3 separate regions of the Mus musculus genome follow, and all the other regions are linked to region 1. A link is a contact called in public promoter capture Hi-C data. All regions are on one chromosome and are shown on one strand. Each heading gives the region's core, a stretch centred on a gene start, on an enhancer-like site or on the middle of the called end of the contact. The rest is flanking DNA. Distances are from core to core; before and after follow the strand shown.

Region 1 (4,440 bases), core at 1,119-3,618:
CACTTAGTGATGTGGGAGGTCGGTTTTCTATTACAGTAAACACCTGTACCCAGATCAATTTTATGTGTATATATTCAAAAATGCTCCCTTTTTTATGTGGTCATTTGTTGCCTTCCGAGTTAAGAGAACAGAATTGAATAAAGTGAATGTTAGTTGTAGCCTTGTTTTCTTTTTGGCTGTGTGTTTTCTTTGATGTAAGATTGCTTTTTAATTTCTGAAAGTTTGAGGCTGGTGCTGTGGTACATGTGTGTGGCCCAGCTAGCTGGGAAACAGGCAGGAGGATTGTTGGAGCCTGAGTGACAGGAAGGCCCCACCCCAAAAGAATATAGGTGTTTATAGTTGAAAGAAAAACAGTTATCTGAAGCTTGACAGTGGGTGGAAAGTGTTGCTGCAGAGGACACGTCTGCCCCTGCCCATGCACTGAATGGACGGAGAGCATTACTACTGGAAGGCGTGAAGCCCCTCCACCTGGGCCACAGGGTGACACTGCCGTGAGCCATCGCTTTGGGATGGAGCCTGATACAAGACACATCAGAAACCGTTTTATGTCATTGCCTACATGCCTGAGAAGGAAAGGGTTGCGTGGCCTTTTCTCCTTTATGATTGTGAGATCTTTCGGTTTTAGGGGCCATTTCTAGTTTTTCTAAGTTCAAGTTTTTCAAAAGCTTTCAACATTTTCCTCATCTCCACCCAATTAAATACATTGCTGTTTAATGTAGGAGTGGTGGAAATATGCTCTTTGAACCCCAGACCTCCCTCTTTAATCTGTGAAGTTGAAAGTCCTCGCCAAAGGAAACCAATACTCAAAACTGGTTATCTCCTGAAACACAGTGATTAGGAGAGTTGATGTGTTAAGTGACTGAAGATGTCTGCCTCCAAGGACCACAAGTGCAGAACAGATAGTAACCAGAAGATGGAAGAGAGAGCGAGAAGTCAGCTGCCCAAGCCAGCACACAGGACTCCCTCCGGGGAGACCGCTGAGGCCTAGCTGCTTCCTCAGTGGGCTCGTTAGGTCTGCACACATACACACCTAGTCCTCCATCAGCCTCCTGCTGCTACTCTGCAAGCCTTTAAAACCATGGGTAGACTGTCAGCAAGGCACAGGCCCCTCTGCATCACTTTATGTTGTTTAGCCATTGCGTTGGGTTTTTTTATTTTGTTTTGTTTTCTTTAATCTCCTTTGCTTATACAACCGTGCCTAAGACTTTCTTTCGGCTCGTTCATTTATGCTTTAGGATGTACTTGGAGGAGGAAGGAGCTTCTTGCTCAGGAACCACACCCATTTTGCTTAGGTGGCCATTTCCTTGCCATAGTGTATCTGGTAAAGCAGACACTTCCGTATGTATTCAGTGGATTCCACACAACGGGGCATGGATGCTGAAATTAAAAAAAAAAAAAAAGTGAAGTATTTGGACTGGTAACAGAATGAAAAGCAAACATTCACACTACAGATACTGTACAAACGAACTAATAGTAACTTATGTAGGGAAAAAAAAGGTCAATGTAGGCTAGGCTCACTTTTTTTTTTTTTTTTTTTTTAGATACAACAGCAAAATATAATTCACTTAAGAAAACAAAAGCTGAATTGTCACAATTTATACCTGAGACTTTTAAGAATAAAAGGAACAGACACCTGCACACCCAGATTGTTTTACAATCTTTTCCGCTTCACCAGTCATGTGGTGGTGGTGGTGGTGGTGGTGGTGGTGGTGGTGGTGGTGGTGGTGGTGGTGGTGGTGGTGGTGGTGTGGGTGGGAACAGACTTGTTGCTTCTTGAAGCGCTAAATGTTGCCCAGGCTGGTCTCCAATTCCCAGCTCAAATGAACCCCAGCCTTGCGAGTCTCGCAGTCCCCACATCAGATTTTAACTCTGTTGGTTTTACCCGATTGTGTTGTTTTTCTTTGGAGACCATGATAGAGGTTTTAATAAAAGTTAACCTACCAAGCTACATAATAGGCATTATTATTTACTCCTTATGCCTATCCCCCCCCTTAGGATAAATATTGCTAAGTCGTTAGAAAATCCTGTAGTCCCCAGATAAACGCTCATTTCTGTCAACAGTGTCTGAGAGTCCTTGTTTTCCCATTCTATTAACTAAATGTTTTTTTGCCAAGCTGCTTTGGTTTGGAAATGTGTATTCATACAGTGGGTGTGTGGACCAAATGGAGTCACACGCCAAGCCGAGACCCTGGTCGAGACCTCTTGGGGTTCGGATTAGCGCAACCTCCGCGTTTTAGGAAAACAAGCTGTTTTATGGCGCTCTCCGCTCTGTGGTCACTCGTTGGTCACAGAGGCCAGCCGGACGTCCGCCCCTTGTTTGCTGAGGCTGTGCGCATGCGCAGCTCGGGTTGCCTGGAGACCGCACGCCACAATCGCGTGCTCTATCCGCTCTGGGCGGTTGGGCCTCAGTTTCCTGAGGGGGCGGAGCAGTCCCTCCCCGCCGCCCGCTGCGCTGACCCTGCCTCTCCTCCCCGCAGCACAACGTCCCAGGCCGCCGCGGTCTCCCCAGAACGATGCCGCTGCCCGACACCATGTTCTGCGCGCAGCAGATCCACATCCCCCCGGAGCTGCCGGACATCCTCAAGCAGTTCACCAAGGCTGCCATCCGTACGCAGCCGGCGGACGTGCTGCAGTGGTCGGCGGGGTAAGGCCGGCCAGGGAACCTCACCCCGTTACCGAGTACAGACGCCGACGTTGTGGGTGTAGACTAACAAAGCTTGCACACCAACCGCGGGGCAAAAAGTGGCTCCGCTGAGTTTAAAAAAAAAAAAAAATCAGTTACAGGGATGTTATAAATGAAACCGCCCAGAACAACTGAATTATGCCCCCACCCACCCCCAAATGAGGCAGAGGTATGTGAAAGCTGCCACCTGAGAAAATTGTCCAGCACAGCTCACAGCTAGCGAACCTTCACACTCTAGAAACAAGGACAGGAACCCTTTCAAGGGCCTGACCATTATAATCTTAACACTCATTCTTTCGGTTTTACAAGAGAACTGTGCCACTTTTTAAATCACGAGAATAACTATTTTTAGCCAAAATTTGCTAACTTTCTCTGAACTATATTAGCTAAGGTGGTTTCGTTACTTTTGGCTGTTTTAACAACTCGACTTTTAAAAAACGACAGCTCTGGAGGTAAAAGCAACAAAACATCTGGAGCAGGCAACAGGCGTTTGGGGTGGCTGCTTCCATATCAGACTCGGCTGTTGGAACTTCCTGGCCCTTCTACAATCCGTGGGTTCTCTTCTGCCTTCCTCTCCTGAGGAGTCCTGTGATACATTTAGGAGCCATACCGTTTCTTCAGGATAGTTTCCCCCATCTAAAGTCCTTAATTGTGCAAAGACGCTTGCCATGTAGAGTACCTCTCACGGGGCTTCAGGGGACAGGACCTGGATGTCTTACTTAGCTCCGTCAGGGTCACCTGTGAGCCCAGCGGTCCCTTTGTCAGTTCTCTCAATAACCCCTCAGCGATATTACATATGCTCGAGCCTTAGAGAGAAGGGCTAGGGTGTCTTTATGAAAGTTTATTTGCACTTCAAGTCTCCGCCCCTATTGGCACATTTATTAATACTACAGAGAGAGTTTTTTTGAAGCCTTACACAAGAAATCCCTGATTCATTAGACTGCCGATGAGGGAACAACTATGAATAGGTGTGAATCCACCAAGCCACAGCATTGTAACCGGGGCCTGGACTTTTAGGTCAACAGTTCTGCATCTGTTTCTCTCGTGGCTGTCCGCACCACTCCTTAGCTCATTAACGAAACCACAGAGAGGAGCACAAAAGTCTTAGTAGTTATAGGTGGAGTTGACCCTAAAGGGTGAAGAGAGAGGGGGTTGCCTTTAATCTATTCAGTCTTCACTATCCATGTCCATCTATCTATGTTTCAGATTTAGATGGTTTCTGATAACTCATAGACATACCTGGTGCCCTGGTGCTTAATTTCATGTTCATCTTCCTGGCTACAAGTTCTTTGACTGTGGCTTAAGACCTTGCCTGGCACAAGGCCTCGTGCTGGCCAAATCCGAAGGGAATTCACTCAAGTTGTTGCCCCAAGCCATTTCTGTGCCTCCTTAACCTCCAGCTCACACATTTTCAGATTCCTAGAATGGAACTTTTTGGGGGGGGTGGGGGTGGGGGGTAGACCCAGGCAGAACTGGGAAAGATGGAAAGTGGGAAGCCTTTGTGTGTCTGCACCACTTAGAGGTGAATGTGTCGAGGTGTTTAATGCCAATTACCTCAGAAAGCAGCTGTTGAAAAAGGAATGACCTTAGGGCATGGGGTGCTGGAGAGATGGGTCTCAGTTAGCAGTATTTGCTTGCTTTCCCAATAGACCTGAATTGAGCTTCTAGCACCCATGTCACACAGCTCACAACCAGCAGTGGCTCCTGTCCCAGGGCCATTCACCTGTACCTACCCACACTCCTGTGTGTGTGTGTTA
Region 2 (4,440 bases), core at 533-3,032, 210 kb after region 1:
TAGCCTCCCAATAGAGATATCTCTACAAGGACCAGCCAGCAAGCTTTCTGTAGACCAACTTCTGCTTTCCGAGCTCTTCCAGGAATCTCACAAATATGGACAGCCACTAATGCATGCTGAGCTCTGGCTGCTTGTCAAAACTACAGATTCTCACTTCTATCTCGTTTTCTTGCTACTATAAACAGAAGAGAAAAAGACACATGTAAAAATTCTGGGCTCTGGACAAGGAGACAGGTGCCAAAGCTTAGTGATCTACCTGGGGCCACCCAGCAGGCATGGGCCAAGACCCCAGGGACAAATGGGGGCCATGAGCCAGAATCCCAGGCAGTTCAGGGCTCTTTTTCTTTGTGTAAGATGAAAATAGTCCATGTATAACTCTGACTCTTCCAGATGATGTAGCCCTGAGTTGTTTAATTAATTAGCATCACACTTGTTGTCGATATCATACATGTAGTCCACATCACACATGTAGTCCATATCACTCATGCAGTTGATATCACACATGTGGTCAATATCACTCATGCAGTCCATATCACACATGTAGTCCATATCACACATGTAGTCCATATCACACATGTATTTGATATCACTCATGTATTTGATATCACATGTGTAGTCCATATCACTCATGCAGTCCATATCACTCATGCAGTTGATATCACACATGTGGTCAATATCACTCATGCAGTCCATATCACACATGTAGTCCATATCACACATGTAGTGGATACACTTGTAGTCTGTATCACACATGTAGTTGATATCACACATATCACACATGTAGTCCATATCACACATGTAGTCAATGATTGCAAAAGAAATTGTACATCGGGAGTCAAGCTCAAGCCCCAAGATGAAATGTCTCCCTCACACACAGCATGTGATGCAAGAGGGGAGGCTCAAGGGGAGAAGGCTCCTCACTTCCCTGGCTTGGCCTGTCCAGGCCTCTCATTCAGAAGGAAGGAGCTGCACCCATAGGCAAGGTCTGAACTACCCCAAAGATACCTGGGAATTCCAGAGATGCTGGCTGCCCTGCCCTGCCCACTTCCTGCATCTCCCTCTCCCTCTCTCTGACATTTCCATTTTGTGGGCTCTGACCTGCCAAGGCTGGATGGTCTGCTTTTCTTTCCCATCTGCAGTCCCATATGGAACAGATTCTGGCTCAAGGAGAACAAACCTTTCTTTCTTCAGCTGTCTTTGCGGGCCCCACTGGCACTGCCTTCTCATTTAAGGCAAGCTTTTTCCACTTAGGGTCCTAACGGGCTTTAGCGGCGATGAGTCAGCAGTTTTTACCCCAACTCAAACTTCCTCCTCTTCGTGTTTTTCCTTCTTGATCTCTTTTCTTTGCGAAAGCCTCCTACATCTCCCAGCTCTGAAATCGGAGTGACTTCCTGTGTACCAGTAAGTCCAGTTTGGAAGTACAGGGCCTCAGATCCTGGATTGGTTGGTTCCTGTGTGGGCTGTCATTTTGCACTAGAAGCTGAGAGAGAACAAACCCCTTCCACAGAAGCCGGTGCCCCTTGCACGGACACTTACACACCGACTGTTCCAGTGCCCTGTTTACCTCGATGCTGGCACCTACTCAGGGTAGGTGGGAAGCTACAGAAGTGTCCCCTTCTGAGATGATCTCAGCTGGAGACCAGTGCCCAGTAAGGCAACCCTATTCTGCAAAGATGCTTCACCCCCACACACTTTCCTCAATAACCTGCCCCAGGTCTTTGGGGGAAACACCACTGGGCACCAGAACAGAGGCCGTGTGCCCAGAGTGACAATCACCTCTGAGGTCAGACATTCGAGCCAAATCCCAGCTCAGTGTGTCAGTGTGACCGAGAGCACGGTCTTAGCCTTTCTGGGCTGAACTTCTCAACCATAAAACGGAGCCACATCAGCTTTCCTGCAGATGTGAAGATGGAAAAAACGACCTAGATGAGTCTGAACATAGCTTACATGTGCCGTTATTTGGTCATGAGGCTTTCTGAACAAGGCTGGATTGCTTGTTTAACATCCACGACAATCTTCTAAACCTCGTATCCTCCAGGGCCCAGGGGGGACGCCATGTAATTACAGATTCAATAGCCTGAATGACAAACTTTGCAGAGCAGATTAGAGTCCTATGAAAAGCACTTTCAATGCTACTCTGCGGACAGTTCTTCTGTATCTGCCTCCTTCTCTCCTCAGGAGAACCCGCAAAGGCACAAGTCCATTGTGGAGTTGTAACAACTTCCTCTTAGGGAGGGCACTGCACAGGCTGGGACACGCGTATGCTTTGGAGTGAAGGGAAAGGCATCTCAGGTCCAGCAGATCCACGGATAAAGGTCAGCCTGTGATCTGCAAGTACGTTAGTCTGAGAGGTTCTGCCCACTCCTGTCTCCCAGAGGAGGATGGACACTGCTGGTAAGGTGACTGGCTCAGAACTCAGGATTCATAGTCAAGCCCCTAGTCTACCACTGTGTGTGTGTGTGTGTGTACCACACATACCGTGTATACACACTTAAGAGATTTAAGAGAGAAGAGAGAGGGAGAGAGAACAGAGATCTAAGGTCTCTCTTTTCTCCCAGCTCATGGGAAACAACCACCATTTCCAGACAAATGGGAATAAAAGCCAGGCCAGTGATCTGTAGCAGCGGCCCCTTAAGCATCAATTCCTACAGTAAAACGGCGGCATCCCAAGGACCAGATGTCACCTGTGATGCTAGTGGGGTCCTCCTAGGATGGAACCCCTGAAATGAGGGTGGCTGATGTTACACAGGGCTCTGGTGCATCTTCTCTCCTCTCTGGAGACAGGGAGACAGCTCTCCTTGGCTGCAGACACCACCAGCATCCATCTCAGGGGTGAAAGATGGAGCCTTTCCTCCTCTGATCTGGATATATCTGGGAAGGGGCAGTGCTCAAGCCCCTCTGACCTGGAATGCCTCCTTTCAGGGTAATGCCATCTCGGTGGTGCGTCCTGGCTCTCAGGATGCAGACCGCAGAACTGTGAGGTATCCATGGAGAGCTGATTGTCAGCACGCCAGGACAGCATGCGGCTGACACAGCGGGAGAGGAGAGAAGCAGCACTGGGAGCTTGCGAGTGGAGGACTAGAGAGTAGCGGCCATGACCAAGTCAGTGCTATGACAGAGGGCGGCCCAGCTACTTATGTAAACACCAACTCCACCACCCTCCTAAGAACAGAGGAGGAGAGGCCATCTGGGAAGTCTTTCCCAGCCTGGTGGGCCAGTGTTCAGAGCTGAGGCAGAGCCACAACAAGGAGGTGTGAGATGCACACAGGATGGGGCTGCAGCCTTGTTTTCAGTGAGGAGGGGACTGTCTCCAGGCATTCACGACGTGAGGGACAGAGAAGAAAGTACGAATTCCCTGGTTGCAGTCCAAGGAGCTCAACAAGGAAGCTGGGAGGCAAGGAGAGGCGAGCTCAAGGTGGAGACAGCCAACTCATATGCAATTAATAAAAAAGAAACAGTATCAGGGAAATGTCCTCCCCTGCCCCGGGTGTGCACAGGCATGTGGAAGCCAGAGGCTGACATTGGGTATCTTCCCCAGTGGCTTTCTACCCTATTATGTTGAGACAGGCATCTCTGCGAACCCAGATCTCTACAGCTCAGCTATGCTAGCTAGCTGGCAAGCCTCAGGGATCTTCCGGACTGCGTCCCGCAGAGCTGGGCTTACAGGCACACACCACCATGTCCAGCTTTTATGAGGGTGCTGGGGACTGGAAACCACCTCCATGCTTCATGGCCAGTGCTCAATTGACTGAGTCGTCTCTCCAGCCCGGCTTATCTTTTTATTTTCATTTTTCTCTTTTAATGCAAGAGAAGTGCGGCTTTATTTTGTATTTGTTTGCCACTGATATTTATTTACAGACATTTGGTCTTTTACGAATTGTTCTTCTGACCTACAGGGAGTCTGGTTTTCTGACTCACTTGTTTTGGGTCTCCAATTTTCTCGACAGTCTGTCCCTGGCTCTAACGAGACGGTGACACTTCAGAATATCAGAACACAGGATTCTCAAGGCACTGGGAGGATCCAGGTTCCACCAGGGATGGGTGAGAATGTCTGCCACCGCACCACACCCCTGTGCTCCATGTTCTCAGAGCTTCTGGGAAACGAGATGCATGCCAGTGTGCAGGGCGCAGGACCCAGACTGAGCAAAGTCAAGCAGGCCGTGTGATAGCCTCTCTGACACATTCCTCAGGAATCTGACCCGCCAGTCAGTGTGGGTAAAGCACGCCCACCCGCACTGCTTCAGTCCACACACACACACACACACCCCACCAGGGCCTGGCTGTCACTGGTGAGTTAGGAACATTCCACTAGGCTGGCCCCGTGTTTTTGTTTTCTCCGCTGTGTGGAGATATATCTATCCAGAAAAGCATAAACTCATCAGGCTTTCTAGGTTCGTGTTAATGGCAGACCAGAAGTAGATCCTGCCTGAAAAGTGAATG
Region 3 (4,440 bases), core at 1,015-3,514, 170 kb after region 1:
TGCATCATGGCAATTTGCTCTGCAGGGCTTCAGGGACCGAGGAGGCGCAGGAGCACAGGCTATGGCAGCCGCTTTCCCAGGAAACGTGCCTTCATCACAGAAACGTGGATTATGTGTTTTCAAGATTCCTGATTAATGGGAAATTGCCTTTGAGTGTTTGGTTACATTATTATAAGCCAGAGGCTTCTAGGACAGGACAGGCTCTTAGGATTTCAATGGTCTGCGCACTGCTGACCTTTTGAGTGGGGCCGCTCTTCGTGTGAGGGGATGGATGCCCATCTATTCATGGTCTCTACCCACCAGATGCTACCAATGAGCTCCTCCCACAGCTTTCCAGTTTTAACAACAAAAATTGTCTCCTGTAGGATATCACTCCCGGGTGACAACCATTGCTCTAGGGATAATGAGTGTCCTTATTGATTCTTTAAATTCATTCCACAATCCCAAGAATGTCTCTGGAAGTGACCATGAAGGGTTCTTGTGACTTGCAAGCAACAGCTTTAGAATGCTGGCCTGTCTCTTTCAAGTGGCCTGCAACAGTCATAACGACAATGCTGAAATGTAATAAAAAATCTCATTTAGGGCTTCTGAGCAGAGTCCCAAATCCTCCTGATTATAGGACTTCATTATATCAGATGGTGCTGGGTTTTTTCCAGTTGACAAATTGGATTTTTTTTTTAAAGCACGGCAGTTGGATTTATCATAATATTTAGGATAAGGGGGGAGGAAGAGGGAAACGTATTTTCTCTTGTCACGAGTGTCCTTAATTGAATTTCAGATGGCCTCTTTGGAAGAGCACAGCCAACGCTAGACAGAGTGCTGCAAAGGCTTGCAGACACCTCAGTGAGGTCAGAGGGAAACAGATCCGAAATCCTCTGGGACCCAGGTGAACTTGAGTGGTGAATTCATGTTGGTTTATTTTCTGTGTAAACATGCCATGGTGTCTAGATACTTGGTTAAACATTATGCTGGATGTCTGTAGGGGGTGTGCAGTTTTGAATATGGCTTAAATTGGTAGCAGTGGACTAGAGCAGACTGTCCTCCATCTGCCCTTTAAGCTGTGCCTCTGAGGCTGATATCTCCAAGAGCCAGGGAGGTCTATCATAGACGAGCCCTGGGCTCCCACTGTTATCTCAGCTCTTCCCAGGTCTGCATCCTACTGGCCCACTCTACACAATGCATTTGCCAGTCTTTATAGCGTTATGAGCTAACTCTCATCTGTATTTTAAAAATATTTCATTATTTTATTTTATTATTTTGAGGTAGGCTCTCTCCATCTAGACTTATACTTGTGGTCCCAGCACTAAGAGAGACACATAGGCAAGAAGATGGCCAACATGGTCTACCTAGCATGTTGCAGGCTAGTTAGGCCTACACAGTGAGTCTGTTTCAAACCTACCACCTCCGCCTCTGCATCTGCCGCTGCCACCTCAACAAAAGGATGCAAAAGCAGGAGAGGGAGTGGTTGGAAAGGCATGGTTTGGATGAGAGTGACAGGAGGAGGACAGGAGGGTAAATCTGGTCAAAACATATCATGTATACGAAACTGTAAAGAAACTCCAGAGCCACATTGCAGGGCCGAGAGCTGGTTTAGCAGTCAAGAGGGCTTCCCTCATAAAACTGAGGGCCCAAGCTCAAATCCCCAGCATCCCCCACTCCCACCTGTGTCTGTAACTCTATTGCTGTATAGAATGGAAAGAGGAGGTTCGCTGTGGCTTGCTGGCTGCCAGCCTTGTTACAGGCACAGTGAGAGACCTCGTCTTAAGAGAATAGGGAAGAGAATGAGAGAACAGGACACCTGCTGTCTTCCTCTGGCCTCTGCCTGTGCTCAAGGGTATATACATAGCCTTCCACCAGGCACCCATAGGCTACACACACACACACACACACACACACACACACACAGAGACACATGCCCATATATACGCATACAAATAAAAGTAAAAAATAAAACACAATGTACATGGATATGAAATTATAAAATAAAAAAGAGCAAACAAGTTTCTATGAATGTGTTTCTGCATGTATGTCTGCGTATAGCTAGATGCCACTTAAAACAGGTGTTTGCTCTGAGAAATGAGCCATGACATGATTTTGCCATTTTCAGACCTCGTGTGTGCTTACACAGCCCGTGACAGGCACTGTGTCCCTAGGTGATGTAGTCTCAGGGAAATCCCCAGCATAGAGTGAGATCTATGAGGCCAGTTATTGGCTACAATGTTCTATGAGTTGTGACTGTGTGTAGTCACGCCCTTTGGCTCTGGTTCTCTGGGGACTCCCAGCCCAGGCCACAGTTACAAAGTTATTTACTGCCGCTTCCTGGTTCTTCGGGAGAATATGGCTGGGGAAGCCCCTCTGGAGCCTTGTGAAAGGCAGAGGGTTTTTTGTTTTTTGTTTTTTTTTTGTTTTGTTTTTTGTTTTGTTTGTGTGTTTGTTTTCTTGTTTTGGTTTGTGTTTTGATCCTGCAGAGGCCAGTAGGATGCCCTGTCTTGGGGGGAAAAATTACTTTCGAGTCTGTAGAAGGTAATGTTTTAACCAGCACAGCAGCTGGGAAGTCAGGAAACCTGCAGAACAGCAGAACACCAGGGGCTGTGGAGGCAGGAGGCAGATGTTTAGAAAATAATTAATTAATCACAAACCTGCTGGGTTGGCCAGTATCTGCCTCCCACCTGGCTCTAGGGCATCTGAGTTCAAGGCTGTACTAGGCCAGGCTATGCCCTCTGTTTGGCTGATGCCCATTCTGCTGTCCACTGACCAGGGCTACCACAAGCCGGGTCTCTGCTTCTGGCTGCACACAAAGGCTCATCTGGCTGCCACACTTGCTCTATGGAGGAGCAAGGATGGGTGTGCAGGGCAGTGCTGTGCATCTTCCAGGCAGCTGCTAAGCTTGTGATGGCGACTTGTGCTCCTGAGCACACCCCAGGGCTGATTCCTCTTCTCTTTCCCCACCTCCTCTTGGAATTGGATAATTGGACAGAATTCACAGCATCTCCAATCGATCTTGTTTTATAAACCAGAATGATGATAAATCAAGGTCATGAGAGAACCCACTGTCTTATTATGTACAGCGGTTATCAGGGAACTTCTGGGAGGTTCTGCAAAGTTCCTAGTTCCCTGTGTTATGACAATAAAACTGAGGCTTAGAGAAGAGAAGCAAGTTGCCCAAGGTCTTATGGGTAGCAAGCAGACAAGGTAGAGCTTAAACTGGGGCCTATCCTGAGCCCTGGAGTTGGCTGTCCCGGGGAACCAGGAGCTAAAAGGACCCAGAAAATGGGTGGGTGTTGATCTACCTAGAACAAATCCAGGGCTCATTTGAATTTGACATTTGCCCTCCTTGGCCAGGAGGAAGCAATGTTGGGGTTTCCTCTGCTCTAGGCTCCCAGGGTTGTTTATGGGAGCCTACTTAGCTCAAGGTCACCTGCTTAGCTTCCTGGTCCTGTTCAGTCTGTCTCATCTGCCCCATGTGCTTTCTGGCGTGCACCCCTGTCTCAACAGCATCTCTGCAGTCACATCTGCACAGTTCCCAGGGGGAGTGTCCATACCCCCTCTTTCACCAGTCCTTACCCTTCAATAGAGCTTCCATGACGATGGACCCCAGGCAGCACCTGGCCTTGGCATCTCTCCCAGCCTTCACTTCAACTTGTAAAATCTCTAATCAGAAGCTCTGCCTGAGGCCATGTAAGAGCCTGCGGTGAGTAGTCTCTTCTCCCATCCAGGTTCTTTCTCCATTCATGTTCCCGTTGGTATCACTCTCCCTAACATCTTGGCTACAAGCCTGAAAGCCCAGCAATAGCTTGGCCCTCTGCCTCTCCTACTCTGACCAGACAGGCAGCAGCCCTTCCTTCTACATGGCCAGAGGCTCGAAGCTCTGTGGAGAAGATGATTCTGGAGTCAAAACAATGTGGATGCAAGCCTCAGCTTTGTCATTTGCTGACAGTGACTTTTTTTTGGAGACAATGAAACTTTATTTAAAAACCAAATCACTTTGAAAATATATTGCAGGCTTGACACAGCAAACAGACAGATGTATCACTGTTTCAAGTAATTAATTGGTATAAATACAACATAGTACTTATCCAAAAGATAAGGTGCTATGTTGGGCCAGCAACACTGCACTGCAAAGAAAATTAAAAATTAAAAAAAAAAAAAAAGCCCAGGCAAAAATGGCATTTGGCAAGAAAGTGTGTGTCTCTCTTGCTCTATAGTGGTCCTTGCTCTCTGGCCCAAAGTTGCTCACTTTCTGGCCTTCTTGTTGCTACAAGGCTCTGTAGATTCAGAGCTGGTTAATACTGGGTTCGCACTTCTCAACAATTCCTATATACTGTTTATTCTCAGCGACTGGCATGTGAGTGACAGCCAACCCCCTTGCTTTTCATAAGGATGTGTCACTTTGCTGCACAAGTTAGTGAGGGAGGCTGTTTGCCATGTTCACTGTGTGAC

Evidence for each region. Promoter capture Hi-C pulls out the DNA fragments that hold promoters and counts their contacts.
Region 2: a contact with region 1 is called in a promoter capture Hi-C map of liver. The contact joins the enhancer-like site here to the promoter of Ropn1l in region 1. A contact is called at or near these places in 4 of 39 promoter capture datasets (hematopoietic stem and progenitor cells, liver and neutrophils), 2 of 115 datasets of contacts at active chromatin or transcription factors (memory CD8 T cells and pancreatic cancer cells) and 2 of 9 other capture datasets (adipose tissue and liver).
Region 3: a promoter capture Hi-C map of pre-B cells shows a contact between it and region 1, with 3 times the contacts expected there. The contact joins the enhancer-like site here to the promoter of Ropn1l in region 1. A contact is called at or near these places in 14 of 39 promoter capture datasets (the 3T3-L1 cell line, the C10 cell line, the HPC-7 cell line and 9 more), 1 of 15 datasets of contacts at CTCF or cohesin (pro-B cells), 5 of 484 Hi-C or Micro-C datasets (B cells, the HPC-7 cell line, bone marrow-derived macrophages and 2 more), 6 of 115 datasets of contacts at active chromatin or transcription factors (cardiomyocytes, embryonic stem cells, extraembryonic endoderm stem cells and 3 more) and 2 of 9 other capture datasets (adipose tissue and liver).

The regions. Positions count from the first base shown.
Region 1 is chr15:31,451,617-31,456,056 of GRCm38.p6, reverse strand. Ropn1l (ropporin 1-like) reads left to right here and starts at 2,368. Exons shown (of 5, transcript NM_145852.2): 1 at 2,368-2,644. The coding sequence starts at 2,514. It overlaps Gm49208 (a long non-coding RNA gene), which reads right to left and starts at 2,386. Exons shown (of 2, transcript XR_003951491.1): 1 at 2,145-2,386; 2 at 1-1,377. It overlaps Marchf6 (membrane associated ring-CH-type finger 6), which reads left to right. Exons shown (of 26, transcript NM_172606.2): 26 at 1-158.
Region 2 is chr15:31,245,888-31,250,327 of GRCm38.p6, reverse strand. All of the region lies in intron 2 of Dap (death-associated protein), which reads right to left. Among named protein-coding and RNA genes, the nearest start is that of Gm41285, 15 kb to the left of the region's middle. Within about 2 kb of position 1,782, at least 63 of the 459 cell types and tissues checked have an H3K27ac peak or open chromatin away from gene starts, as enhancers often do. A contact at or near this core is called in hematopoietic stem and progenitor cells and liver, where this site is marked.
Region 3 is chr15:31,277,550-31,281,989 of GRCm38.p6, reverse strand. It overlaps the pseudogene Fam136b-ps. Among named protein-coding and RNA genes, the nearest start is that of Gm41285, 16 kb to the right of the region's middle. Within about 2 kb of position 2,264, at least 63 of the 459 cell types and tissues checked have an H3K27ac peak or open chromatin away from gene starts, as enhancers often do. A contact at or near this core is called in B cells, hematopoietic stem and progenitor cells, pre-B cells and 1 more, where this site is marked.